Regions from separate parts of the Hordeum vulgare genome. Here region 2 is linked to region 1. A link is a contact called in public Hi-C data. All regions are on one chromosome and are shown on one strand. The core of a region is the stretch at or near the end of the contact, and the rest is flanking DNA. Distances in the headings are between cores, read along the strand shown.

Region 1 (5,862 bases), core at 986-3,485:
TTGAGCCTTTGGGACATCAGAAAAAAAATACTATGTGGTGTATTTAATAAATACTTTGATTGGAGATGGTTCTACAATAACTAGGCAACATAAGCTGTGATCTTAGATAAACTTTTGGGTGAGACTTTCACTTACAAGGCGTGGTACACTCTTACTGAAACAAACAGATGCTTTTGCGCGAATACGTGGATTCCTGTTCTTGAGGTAGGGCTGCATTTTTGGCAACAATACAGAAGGGGAGATCCAGCTTGTCATTGATATAAGGGCTGCCTCAGCAGCTTCACAAACAAAGCGCTTGTCTTGTGAAGATTTCAGAAACAGCGGCATTAGCTGTGAACACATTTGACAGACAAAATGTTTTAAGAGACTTCATGGTTATTGCAAGAAATCATTGAGTGAAACTAAACACGTACAGTCATGCACAACAATATTTAACTTTTTAAGAAGGGGGGAAACACACCAGCAGATCAATCAAGTCGACCATTTGTTCACCATATGCCTTAAAGATGTCAGAGCAGGTCATAAGTGCAGTTTTACATAGAGCACTCCTTGGATTCTTAACAGATTTCACAATAAGAGGAACTAGAGGCTCCCTGGAATTTGACCCAATCAATACAAGAGATTTAGTTAGTTTTACAGCATTATGGAAGCACAGATGGTGTTGTAAGCTACTAATAGTTACCCCAAAAACAAGGAAACAACTTACAGCAGCTCCTGCAACCTTTGCTTGTGATATATTGCCAACTGACGAACATTATTAAGAGCTTCACATGTCTTGACCCAATCCTTTGAATCCAGCCTTGCAAGCAAAGTCTGTTGAAAATAGAAAATGGAAAACCTTGGGTTATAGAAAGAACTTAAAACATCCAACAAAAAAGCATGAATATGAACAGCTAGAGGCATACACTAAGGCTTGTGTCAACATCAGGAAGATCTGTGAGATTCTCAGAATCAATATATTCAATATCTACAACTCCAGCCTCGCATCCATTGGTCACATCAGGACATGCCGGTACAGCATTTCCTTCCTTCTTGACACACTTGTTCCCGTTTAACACAGGCTTAGAACTGCAGGGTTCCACAGAACTGCCTTTGCTTTTCCCTAGCAAAACTGATTGAGCAGCGTTGAGATCTTGCAATGCACTATCGGACATGTTCACGGTCTGCATTGATTGCCAGAAACAGATATAAGAAGAAAACAAAGAAACTGCTGCCTCTCCTAGCAGTTACATGGAAAAATTGTGGAGCATCTCCGATAAATGCATGGAGGCGTTTTTCATAAATGTACGTTGCAGGCAGTACTAAGTCATTCAACCGAACAACGATATAACAATGAAACTATCCTAAGCAACAAAAAATAGTGCAAGTTAGATGGTTTTAACTAAATTAACTTCACCAAAGCTATACGACCACAAAAGACTCCCACAAAATATGAAAATCAATTCCACTACACTCTGGGCACAGGGTAATATCTGATCTCCTTAATCTAAATTCCTCTGTAAACAAACACTTCATTTCTGTTGGGCAATCATGCGAGGAAATACTTACTAGGTACCAATAACTACTTAAGAACCCAAACCACACGTAAACTAGCTAGAAGCACCGCCACACAGGAATTCACCATGAACTAGATCAGCGACGTGGTAGAGTCAACTCAACAACCAAAGCATCACCGAGCGTAGTAGTAGTAGGTGCGCCGGATTTCACCGACCCTATTTCCGGATGACTACCACAATCCCACCCATGACCTAATATTCATCAGCCTACCACACCGAAACCTCGAGTTCGCACCGAATTCCCAACGATGGACAGATCTCCAAGTCCACCGCTGCTCCCAGCAGCGGCACGAGTGGGTCAAGGCAGCACTAAACACCCCCCGCATTTCATCCACGCTTACCGACTTCGGCGAGATCTAGCCCAGGAAACACCTAGAAATCACTGGGACAGGAAAACGGATCCCGCCGCAGGGGAAGCGGGCAGGGAGGCCAGATCCGAGGAGCAAATGCTGCTGCGGGGAGGGATCGCGAGGGAGGGGTCGGGGGAGGGCTACCTTGGAGGGGAGCGCAGCGGGAGGGAGGGAGGGAGGGGACGACGGCGACGCGGCCGGCAGTGGAAGGCACCAGTTCGCTCTCGCTGCGGCGCGGGGTGGAGTGGGGAGGGGGAATCGGTTGATTGGTTCTTCCCTTTCCTTCCTGCCTGCTGCTGCCGTCCTGGACTGGCCTGGAATGAGGCTGAGGGCTGAGGCTGAGCGAGCGGGCCGTCAAGTTATACTGTCCTGGTCCTCGTGTCGCCTGTGCTGCTTGCTGCTGTGGCGTTTTGGTCTCTTGGACTTGGTCTCCCGAAATTGCATCCAGGGACCTCGGGATGTCGGGTATTGAAAGGGCGCTTAATTTTGGGCGAGGGTTTGTGCTTCCGCATGATTCGCTCGATGTTTGATTTCGATTTGCAGGACTCTGAAAACGCTAGAATTGAAAAGGGAAACATTTATAGACTTCGGTTGGACGCGCATTGTGCGTTCGATCGCATTCATCTTGTGACCGTGCGTCCGGCGTGACTAATCATCTCGGTGTGTCATCAATCATTTTTTTTTCTCATGACAGAACTTTTCCTGTGGTTCTCTTCTTCCTCTAGTTCTTTTCTTCTCTTTCCTGTGTAGGGATACGTTGCAAGCTCACGCGTCATGATAGAACCAATGACGTGTCAAGGAGGATGAGACAAGCGTAAGAATGTGCGGTTGGGAACTCGCAACTAGATTCTGGCGGCTGTTGCAACCACGGGCGGCTCGTGGTGCTAGACCGGGGTCCGGTGATGCTGGAACCAGCAGCCATGGATGCTACAACCAAGAGAGATGGGCACCGATGCTTCAACCAGACATGGAAAAAAGTTTCAACCGGCCTAGGAAAAGTTGCAACCGATGGTGGAAAAAGCTTCAAGAAGCATGGTGGAAAATCTTCAACCCCCATGGAAAAGCTTCAACCGTGAAAAAAAGCTTCAACTCGCATAGGAAAAGCATCAACCAGCGGTGAGAAAAGCTTCAACCAGCATAGAAAAAGCTTCAACCGGCGGTGAGAAAAGCTTCAACCGGGATAGAAAAATCTTGAACCGACATAGAAAAAACTTCAACCGGTGGTGAGAAAGGCTTCAACCCGATTCGGGAAGGAAGCTTCACTTATGGTACAAGTTTCGACCGGTAGTTGAAAAAGCTTCAACCAGCGGTGAAAAGCTTCAATCGACTTTGGGGGAAAAGTTTCAACTCTGCACTTGCCAACGGTGTGAGCGGCGACGTCGTGGGTTGCGGCAGGCAGCACGGCGGTGCTACAAAGGCGGCAACTAGGATGCTGCAACGGGAGAGAGACGTGGATGAAGGGGGGCGAGATGTAATCCAGTGTCGCGATTCAACAACGGCACCCTCGTTGATGGGGTCACCTACTAGTGATAGGGTCATGGACGGGATATGTACGGCCCAACTAGGGCCCCACACGGGCATTAAAGTTTCACGACTACAAATGTATTCACATGCGTACACCGAATCCACTCGGACCCATGGAGTCACTCGGACATCTTCCAACCAGTCGTCCAGTCACCAGCACTGGACAGAGAAAAGGCATGGACGACGTGGAAGCTACAACGACCGAGGGACTTAACACCATACATGAAGTGGAGTCAAGACTAACGTTACAAGTGACGTTTGTTGTTAGGGATGCAACTTCTAGTAAAGCATGTAGTTACTCACATTGGATGCCCTTGTAATGACACACGGCGGGTCCTGGCGAACTCTATTTAAGCCACCCCGAGCTACTAGACAAGGGTTCAGCAATCTGTGTAATCATACACCCCAAGATAAAACATAAGCCTCCGGGCACGAGATGTAGGGTCTTTACCTCTCCGAGAGGGGCCCGAACTCGCTAAATCCGAGTGAGACACATGTGTCGTAGCTAGGCTCCGCCCCTCATTCGTACCCCTATTACTCATTGTCACGATCGTTCTCACGACAATTGGCGCCCACAGTGGGGCTACGCGTCTAGCGATTTCTGGCGCGTGTGAAGTTTTACGAGTCATCATGATGACCCTCGACGGAGAGATTCTGTTTGGTTCCCTCGGCTTCATCGCCGACGACTCGGCGTGGCTGCGGGAAGCTCCGCTGGACACAGATGTGTTACTCACCCGCGGCACGGTGCATTTCCGTGTGACTATGTTCGAAGTCCTTCTCCGGCAGTCGTCGGTCTCGTACCGCTTGGCACCCCTTCGCTATGTTGGACATCATTGCAAGCGCTCCGGGCACTCACGGCTCCAGCGTTGGATCAAGAATGCCGTGGATCTCTAGACCATAGCCGAGCAGGTGGCCACGCTCGACTCTGACGATACCATCCTCAACTTATTCCCCTCCTCGTGTGATGGATCCTCCGACGAGTCCGAGTGCGAGAGCGGCGAGCCAGCTGTAGAAATTCTAATGGTCGGCACGATCGGAGGACCTCTTGGGTTCTCCACAGGAAATTCCCGCGGACGAGACGAAGATGGCCACGACAACAACGTTGATGATGTCTACGTTCCCTAGCCGCTCACTCGGGAGCAACGGGAAGAACTCAGATAGAGGAATGAGCACGCTCTGCTCACCCTCTCACTAAGACGACCCCGTAATAAATTGCCATAAAGGGCACGCAGTAAGCCACCATGGCTGAGCGTGAGAGGTTGGTACGACTGCAGTGTTAGAAATATGCCCTAGAGGCAATGATAAAATAGTTATTATTATATTTCCTGTTTCAAGATAATCGTTTATTATCCATGCTATAATTGTATTGAATGAAAACATAGATACATGTGTGGATACATAGACAAAACAATGTCCCTAGCAAGCCTCTAGTTGGCTAGCCAGTTGATCAAGGATAGTCGAGGTTTTCTGACTATATGCAAGTGTTGTCACTTGATAACTGGATCACATCATTAGGAGAATCATGTGATGGACTAGACCCAAACTATGAACGTAACATGTGATCGTGTCATTTTGTTGCTATTGTTTTCTGCGTGTCAAGTATTTATTCCTATGACCATCAGATCATATAACTCACTGGCACCGGAGGAATACCTTGTGTGTATCAAACGTCGCAACGTAACTGGGTGACTATAAAGGTGCTCTACAGGTATCTCCGAAGGTGTCCGTTGAGTTAGTATGGATCAAGACTGGGATTTGTCACTCCGTGTGACGGAGAGGTATCTCGGGGCCCACTCGGTAATACAACATGACACACAAGCCTTGCAAGCAATGTGACTAAGTGTAAGTCACGGGATCTTGTATTACGGAACGAGTAAAGAGACTTGACGGTAACAAGATTGAAATAGGTATGCGGATACCGACAATCGAATCTCGGGCAAGTAACATACCGAAGGACAAAGGGAATGACATACGGGATTATATGAATCCTTGGCACTGAGGTTCAAACGATAAGATCTTCGGAGAATATATGGGATCCAATATGGGCATCCAGGTCCCGCTATTGGATATTGACCGAGGAGTGTCTCAGGTCATGTCTACATAGTTCTCGAACCCGCAGGGTCTGCACACTTAAGGTTCGATGATGTTTTAGTATAGTTGAGTTATATGTGTGGTTACCAAATGTTGTTCAGAGTCCCGGATGAGATCACAGACGTCACGAGGTTTCCGGAATGGTACGGAAACGAAGATTGATATATAGGATGGTTTCATTTGGTCACCGCAAAGTTTCGGGCATTACCGGAAGTGTACCGGGAGTGACGAATGGGTTTCGGGTATTCACCGGGAGGGGCCCACCCACCCGAGAGTGAGCCGAGTGACCCTAGGGTGGCTCACAAGCCCTTAGTGGGCTGGTGAGGCCATCCCAATAGGGC
Region 2 (5,964 bases), core at 2,455-4,954, 160 kb before region 1:
GAAAAAGAGTATCCAGATTTGTGTGTCTTTATTGAGTGGAGAAGCATGGGCTCTTTTATACTGAAGAAGAATGGTACATCTGGAGTCCAGTTAATGTACAAAGAGAAGCTTTTAAATATGTAAGCTACAAGCTATAGTGGCATTCGTCATGAGTTCCTATCAAATTTTGGGCCCATTCCTATAGCAACATTATGGAGAAGTTGAAATGCTGAAACACACGATCAATGTAAGCAAGCTGGCAGCAAACTGTATTCAATGACTAACAACCACTAATCCTCTATCTTAATAGGAAATACATATAAATGGATGGTGGTATTGGTACAGATGCATTGGCATGATTTAAGTATTGGTACCTTGGAAGGAGACACTAAATTCACAAACTAGGAGCAAGAGTACACTATAATTTAATATTAGACTACAACATTGATGGTTACGATCTTGTCATATACCGGTTGCATTTCTTTCTATAATTATGGATCCTCAACAAATGCTAGCTGGAACACAGATTGCAGCTTGCAGGCTGTACCACCATCAACATATTAATCCTCCAATATCACACAACACTATACCATACCTTGATATTCCTTCTGGTGTAATTTCAGCTCCAAGCTGCTCCAACAGCTCCCTGGCTGTGGTTATGTACTGCAAATGGAGGCTGTCAGTGCCAGTACATGATTCAGACAAAATGATAAAGATTAAAATGACGATATCCATTAGCTACCACCTGTTAAAGTTGAACAAAAACAGAATGAAGCAAGCAAATTCCATTAAGAAATTTCCTTATACTAATTTTAACAACAAAAGGATCCACATGGAAGCTATACCTTCCTTCTCGTCCGTTCAAGTTAATTACGGAGCATTGCCGTCTCCGATGTTGAACAGAAATTAAGAATGGTACAAATCTAAGAAGATTAGAGGAGCTACACTTACATGGACAAGCTTAGCCTGATTCTGCTGGCGGGGGGCCGCCTCAAGCAGTCTTTTCAAGTTCACTTCCACCTTGCTGAACACCATGATTAACTAATACCCGCTTTCAAAGGGGGCACGCTGTGATATCACACAGAACAAACAGATTTCAGATTAAATCGCACCTAACATCAACAATCAGACTGGTACTACATGATAGTCACACCTGCAATGGTGACACTAACAGGTTTTGGGGAACGAGAGTTCAGGCTCTATCAGCAATAATCTGAGAACTTTCTGATCCAGCACGTGGACGAACTGTTGCCATGCTGCAGACCACAGTTGATCCCATTGGTCACAAACCAGGCAACGCCGAGGGTAACCCCTGCTGCTTGTTCCCCCAAATTTCCTCCATTATATTATTTCCAAATTTAATCACTGAATAGACCAATGTTGTTATGGCGTAGCGCGTTTTATGGTGACCGACCCCCTTCATAACATTATAACACTTATGGCGTATGACGTGGCGACATCATAGACACAACCTTATGGTGAATGATAGGAAATTAAATCACAACTTCATAGACATAACCTAATTCTGTAATATGTATGACAACAAACTAAATCACCAAATTAATCAAAGCATCAGCCACTAGCAATTTACAATAGCATTAGCACTAGCAGCAGTCTACTCTCTACAGATAGCGGCAGTGAAGCAGGCAGTCAGGCAGTACATGTACATCACATTCAGAAATTAGAACAGAGAGGACAGATACAGAAGAAACATAGCACTAGCATGGGGAGGAAGAGCAAGGAGAGGGGGAGAGGGGGGGCCGGGGAGATACATTGATGGTCACCTGATGCACATAGGAGAGGAGCAGTGGTGCTGGATTGGAGCAGAGGCGCTACCCTGCAGCTAGATCTGGAGGGGTAAGGGGGTGGCGGAAGGAGGGGAAAGGGGGTGGCGGGAGGAGGGAAGGGGGGCGGGGAGGGGGGTTGGCGGGAGGAGGTGGACCTTCCTGCTGTTGGCCGTTCGCCGGAGAGGACGAGACTAAGGACTCGAGGTACGCAGCAATTTCAAATCCCTCCCTCCTAAAAAATTCGAGAAATCAATCATGATTACGTCATTGCAATCGTGGAAGAACACTTTGAAATCGACAACAAATTTGCATTCCAATTTATTCTCCAACACACAGCTTGGAGACCTCCATATTAAATTGGTTTCAACTTCAATTCATTTAGGAAACAGCACAAGCCGCAGAAAGCAGACAGAGGCGGCGGCGAGCCCGCCGGTGTGTGATTTTTTCTTTAGATGGTGCCGCTGTGTGATCTGGAAGGGTGTCGATGGGGAAAATCATATTCTTCGCAATATAGGACATGGGCCGACCATTATAGATGGTTTTTCCCCGTCCATCCTCTGACTACGGTTTTTTCTATTGGCTCTTGTGTGTTTTCACCAACGCTATGTTTGGATGTCTGTATTGGAGGCCTCCATATTAAATTGGTTTCAACTTCAATTCATTTAGGAAACTGTAATGGTCATGAACACGAATTCGCTTGTTTGATGCCCATTGAATTGGCTGGTGGAAACTCGGTGAAATTTCAATACCAAATCATGTTTGAATGGCAAACTATGGAATTGGACAGTGTTTTGTTATATAAGCATCAAATCAGAATTTATACAGTGTGTGATTATATTTGAATGATTATATACAATAAAAATTAAATAATATTCTAGAAATGCATGACGACGCCATATGGCTCGAATGAACTATCCAGGTGACACACTGCAAATACAAATTATATATTAGATGGATTTATTAGACTGGGGGTATGTATTTTTTGGCAATTTTTAAGCTCATTCATGAACATGTTTGTTAATTGCTTAGGCCCTGTTTGGCAACCCAGAAATTCTTACAAACGTCATCATTTTCCAACTGTAAATTACCAGCCCCGGATGGAAACCATTGTGATACTATACAACTGTAAAATGCGGTTTGGAAACTCCACGGGTAGAGGCTACAGGTGAACTGGTTCACGGTCGCTTTGCTCACCTTGATTGATGCTAGCTCATACGGAAATACCGCAGTAGAGTCTAGCTTGCTACCCAGCTCGGCGTTGGCCGCACGAAGACGTCCCTGGCGCGCATGCAACCGGCCCGCATCGGCATCGCACAGGCAGACTGTCCTGTAGGCTCGCTGTTGCTCCCTGTAAAATGTGATGGCAGCTACGGCTCGATCCAGAGCAAACCGGAACGAGCTGTACCAGTACCACCGAGGAAGCAGAGTAACATCAGCCTCCCGAGTGTGCCAGGAGCCTGTTTCCCCACACATCCAGCTCCAGGGAAGGGGAAGAAGGGGATCCAAGGAAGGGAAAGAAGGGGATCCAAGGTAGGGGAAGGATAAGATGGAAGAGGAGATGGTTTCCGACGGCAAGAATAGATGGGGAGGCACGTGAGGGCCGCTGTGGGCCTGGGAGGAGATGGCCTGCCGCGGCCGGAGATGGGCGAGATGTGGAAGGCCTACGCCGGTCGTGCAGGTGAGGGATGGAGAGGAGGGATGCTGCAGGAGGAGGGAAAGGGGCGGCTGCCTAGGGGATTTGAAGGCAAGCCGCCGCCGGAGAGAGGAGGAGGAGGGACGGGGAATCGGGATGGATACCTGCGCCGCCGCCGTCGCCGTCGCCTGAAGCTTTTGGTCGCGGGGAAGGAGCCAGGCCTCACTCGGCGTTTCTGTCTCCAATCGTTTTCTTTTGCGGGAGTTGGTCAATTCGATCGAAATCGGAGCCAGGAGGTCTGTATTGCAGGAGGACTGCGCGCGTGAGACCGATTTATTGGGCCCGTTTCAGCCTCGGCGTTTCCGTGAGCAACCCAACAATAGATTTTTTTCACAGTACAATCTCGATCACATACAAGCGTACATCTTCTTTTTTTCATGAATGAAATGTACACTCATTTCTATGAACACACGCACGCACACCCTATCTCTATGAGCACCTTCGAGAGACTAAATCGGCACATCATTTTAAGATTGACGAAGTGGCCACTGTCGACTTCGTTGTCGACGGAAACGTCTCCTCCCACTGAAAGCACATCGTCGGAAGACCTGAAATAAATTCAGGAAAATGCAATCACCAACGTCAAGTCTGGAACTTGAACTCTGATGGACAGGGGATACCATCCAATCACGGGTTGGTTTGTGTCGTGGGTATAAGTCTGACAGTAGATGTGTAGGGTACGAAAGGATGGGCAGGGCCTTGGCTACGTCGAGGTTGTATGAGTTCAAGCCCCTCTACAGTGGAGGTAAAACTCCTACGTCTCAGTGCTCTTGGGAGCTTGATGTCGAGTGGAATATGGATTACAGTGAAATGCTAACCCCTGCATCAGTGGGGAAGGGCGGCTTATATAGAGTGCACGACCCTTCACAACGGTCCGGTGCACAGGGGTGAAGTAGTGGCGAATAAATGCCTATGTTACAGGTAATGTATGCCTTAAATGCTAATAAAGGTACATGAAAACGTATGACCGTTGCCCTCCAGGGGGGTTATGATATACAGAGTGGAATCCAGTCGGTAAGTTTGATACACTCCGAATGCACGTCTCCGACTGGATGATGGAGGGATCGTCACCAACTGGATGATGGGAAGTCCTTAATTCAGTCGGAACTGACTAAGGGCCTTGTCCCTTATGAAGGGTAGTCCTTGGGTAGGACCTATAGGGCAGGCCTATGACCCTACTCTGGGACTATAACCCCATCATTAGTCCCCGAATGGATCGGGGTTGGAACGACGAAGCGATGCTTGGAGTACGGATCCGGCTGGTATGGATGCGACTTTGGCGTTGTTTGCCTCGATCCATTTTATCCTCTTGACCAGTGATCCGAGTGGATATATCTGTGAAACGAACCGTCAGAGACCGAGTGCTTCCGCGGAATCTTTTGACGTGACCGGTCAACTGACAGCGGCGGATTTTCTGGGATCCTCAAATTTCGGTTGCCGCGCGCTCAGCGGGGATGACGACATCGTCATCGAGTAGTTTCTGCCGCCTCGATTACCGCGCCTTCATCTCCTCCACTAATATCGCAGCAACCGGTCGGGGGATAAGATTTCGGGGCCACCTGCTAGTGACCCAGTCGGAACCTTATTTAAACCTCTCCAGCGAGGGTTTCTCGTTGCGCTCGCCTGATAACTCGCACTCGCCCCGCTTCTCCCGTGACTTCTTGCGCACCCCAAGCTTCTTCCTTTCTCTCCTCCCCCGCGGATCTGCGGCCTCCACCATGACGAAGGGGCAGACGAGCAAGCTCGAGGCGCGGAAGAAGAAGAAGGCGGCGGCTCCTGTTCAGCGGCGACATCGGGCACTGCCGACGGGTTGGATCCAGGGGGATTTCCTCCCCTCCACGGTGACGACGAACGACATGCTGGAGCTGGTGGAGCAAGGTATGATCGAGAACAAGTCGTGGAGGCTGCCGGCGGAGGGCGAGACGGAGCCGGCGCCCCAGGAAGGGGAGCGCGTCTTGCTGCTCAGTCACGTGTACCGAGGCTTCTCTCTGCCTCCTCATCCCTTTTGCAGAGGTATCATGAACCACTTCGGGGCGCAGCTCCACCATTTTCCTCCCAACGCAATAGCTCATCTTTCTACCTTCGCCGTGCTTTGCGAGTGTTTTATTGGTTGTCCTCCCCATTGGGGGCTCTTTAAGCACATCTTCTCCGCTAGATCCCAAACCATCAAAAGACTTAGCCAGTCGGATGACAAAACTCATATCCTCCAGCTCTGCGGAGGTTTAGGCTTCCAGAAGAAAAACAAAAGTAGCTATCCCGCTCTTCAGTTGTCTGAGTCCGTTAGGAACTGGCAGTCGACTTGGTTCTACTGCCAGGACGTCGCTTGTCCGAATGCCGCAACTGGACTGCCACCTTTTAGCCTAGACCGACCGGCTCCGCCTAGGCAGCTTGCGCTCACGAAGATGGAAAAGATCCAGATTCAGCCTCTGGTTGAAGCGCTGGTAGATGTCGTCTGCAAGGGAGTCACTGGCACAGATTTGCTGGAGATTTTTCTGGGTCGGCGCA

Evidence for each region. A called contact is a pair of places that touch in the nucleus more often than the background predicts.
Region 2: a Hi-C map of leaf shows a contact between it and region 1, with 3 times the contacts expected there. The contact joins the promoter of LOC123409658 here to the promoter of LOC123407688 in region 1. A contact is called at or near these places in 3 of 6 Hi-C or Micro-C datasets (leaf and seedling) and 1 of 1 datasets of contacts at active chromatin or transcription factors (embryo).

Annotation. Positions count from the first base shown.
Region 1 is chr7H:210,167,726-210,173,587 of MorexV3_pseudomolecules_assembly, reverse strand. It overlaps LOC123407688, which reads right to left and starts at 2,235. Exons shown (of 6, transcript XM_045100876.1): 1 at 2,051-2,235; 2 at 906-1,163; 3 at 707-813; 4 at 461-593; 5 at 136-330. The coding sequence starts at 1,154.
Region 2 is chr7H:210,331,949-210,337,912 of MorexV3_pseudomolecules_assembly, reverse strand. It overlaps LOC123409658, which reads right to left and starts at 3,704. Exons shown (of 8, transcript XM_045102526.1): 1 at 3,564-3,704; 2 at 931-1,047; 3 at 575-642. The coding sequence starts at 1,014.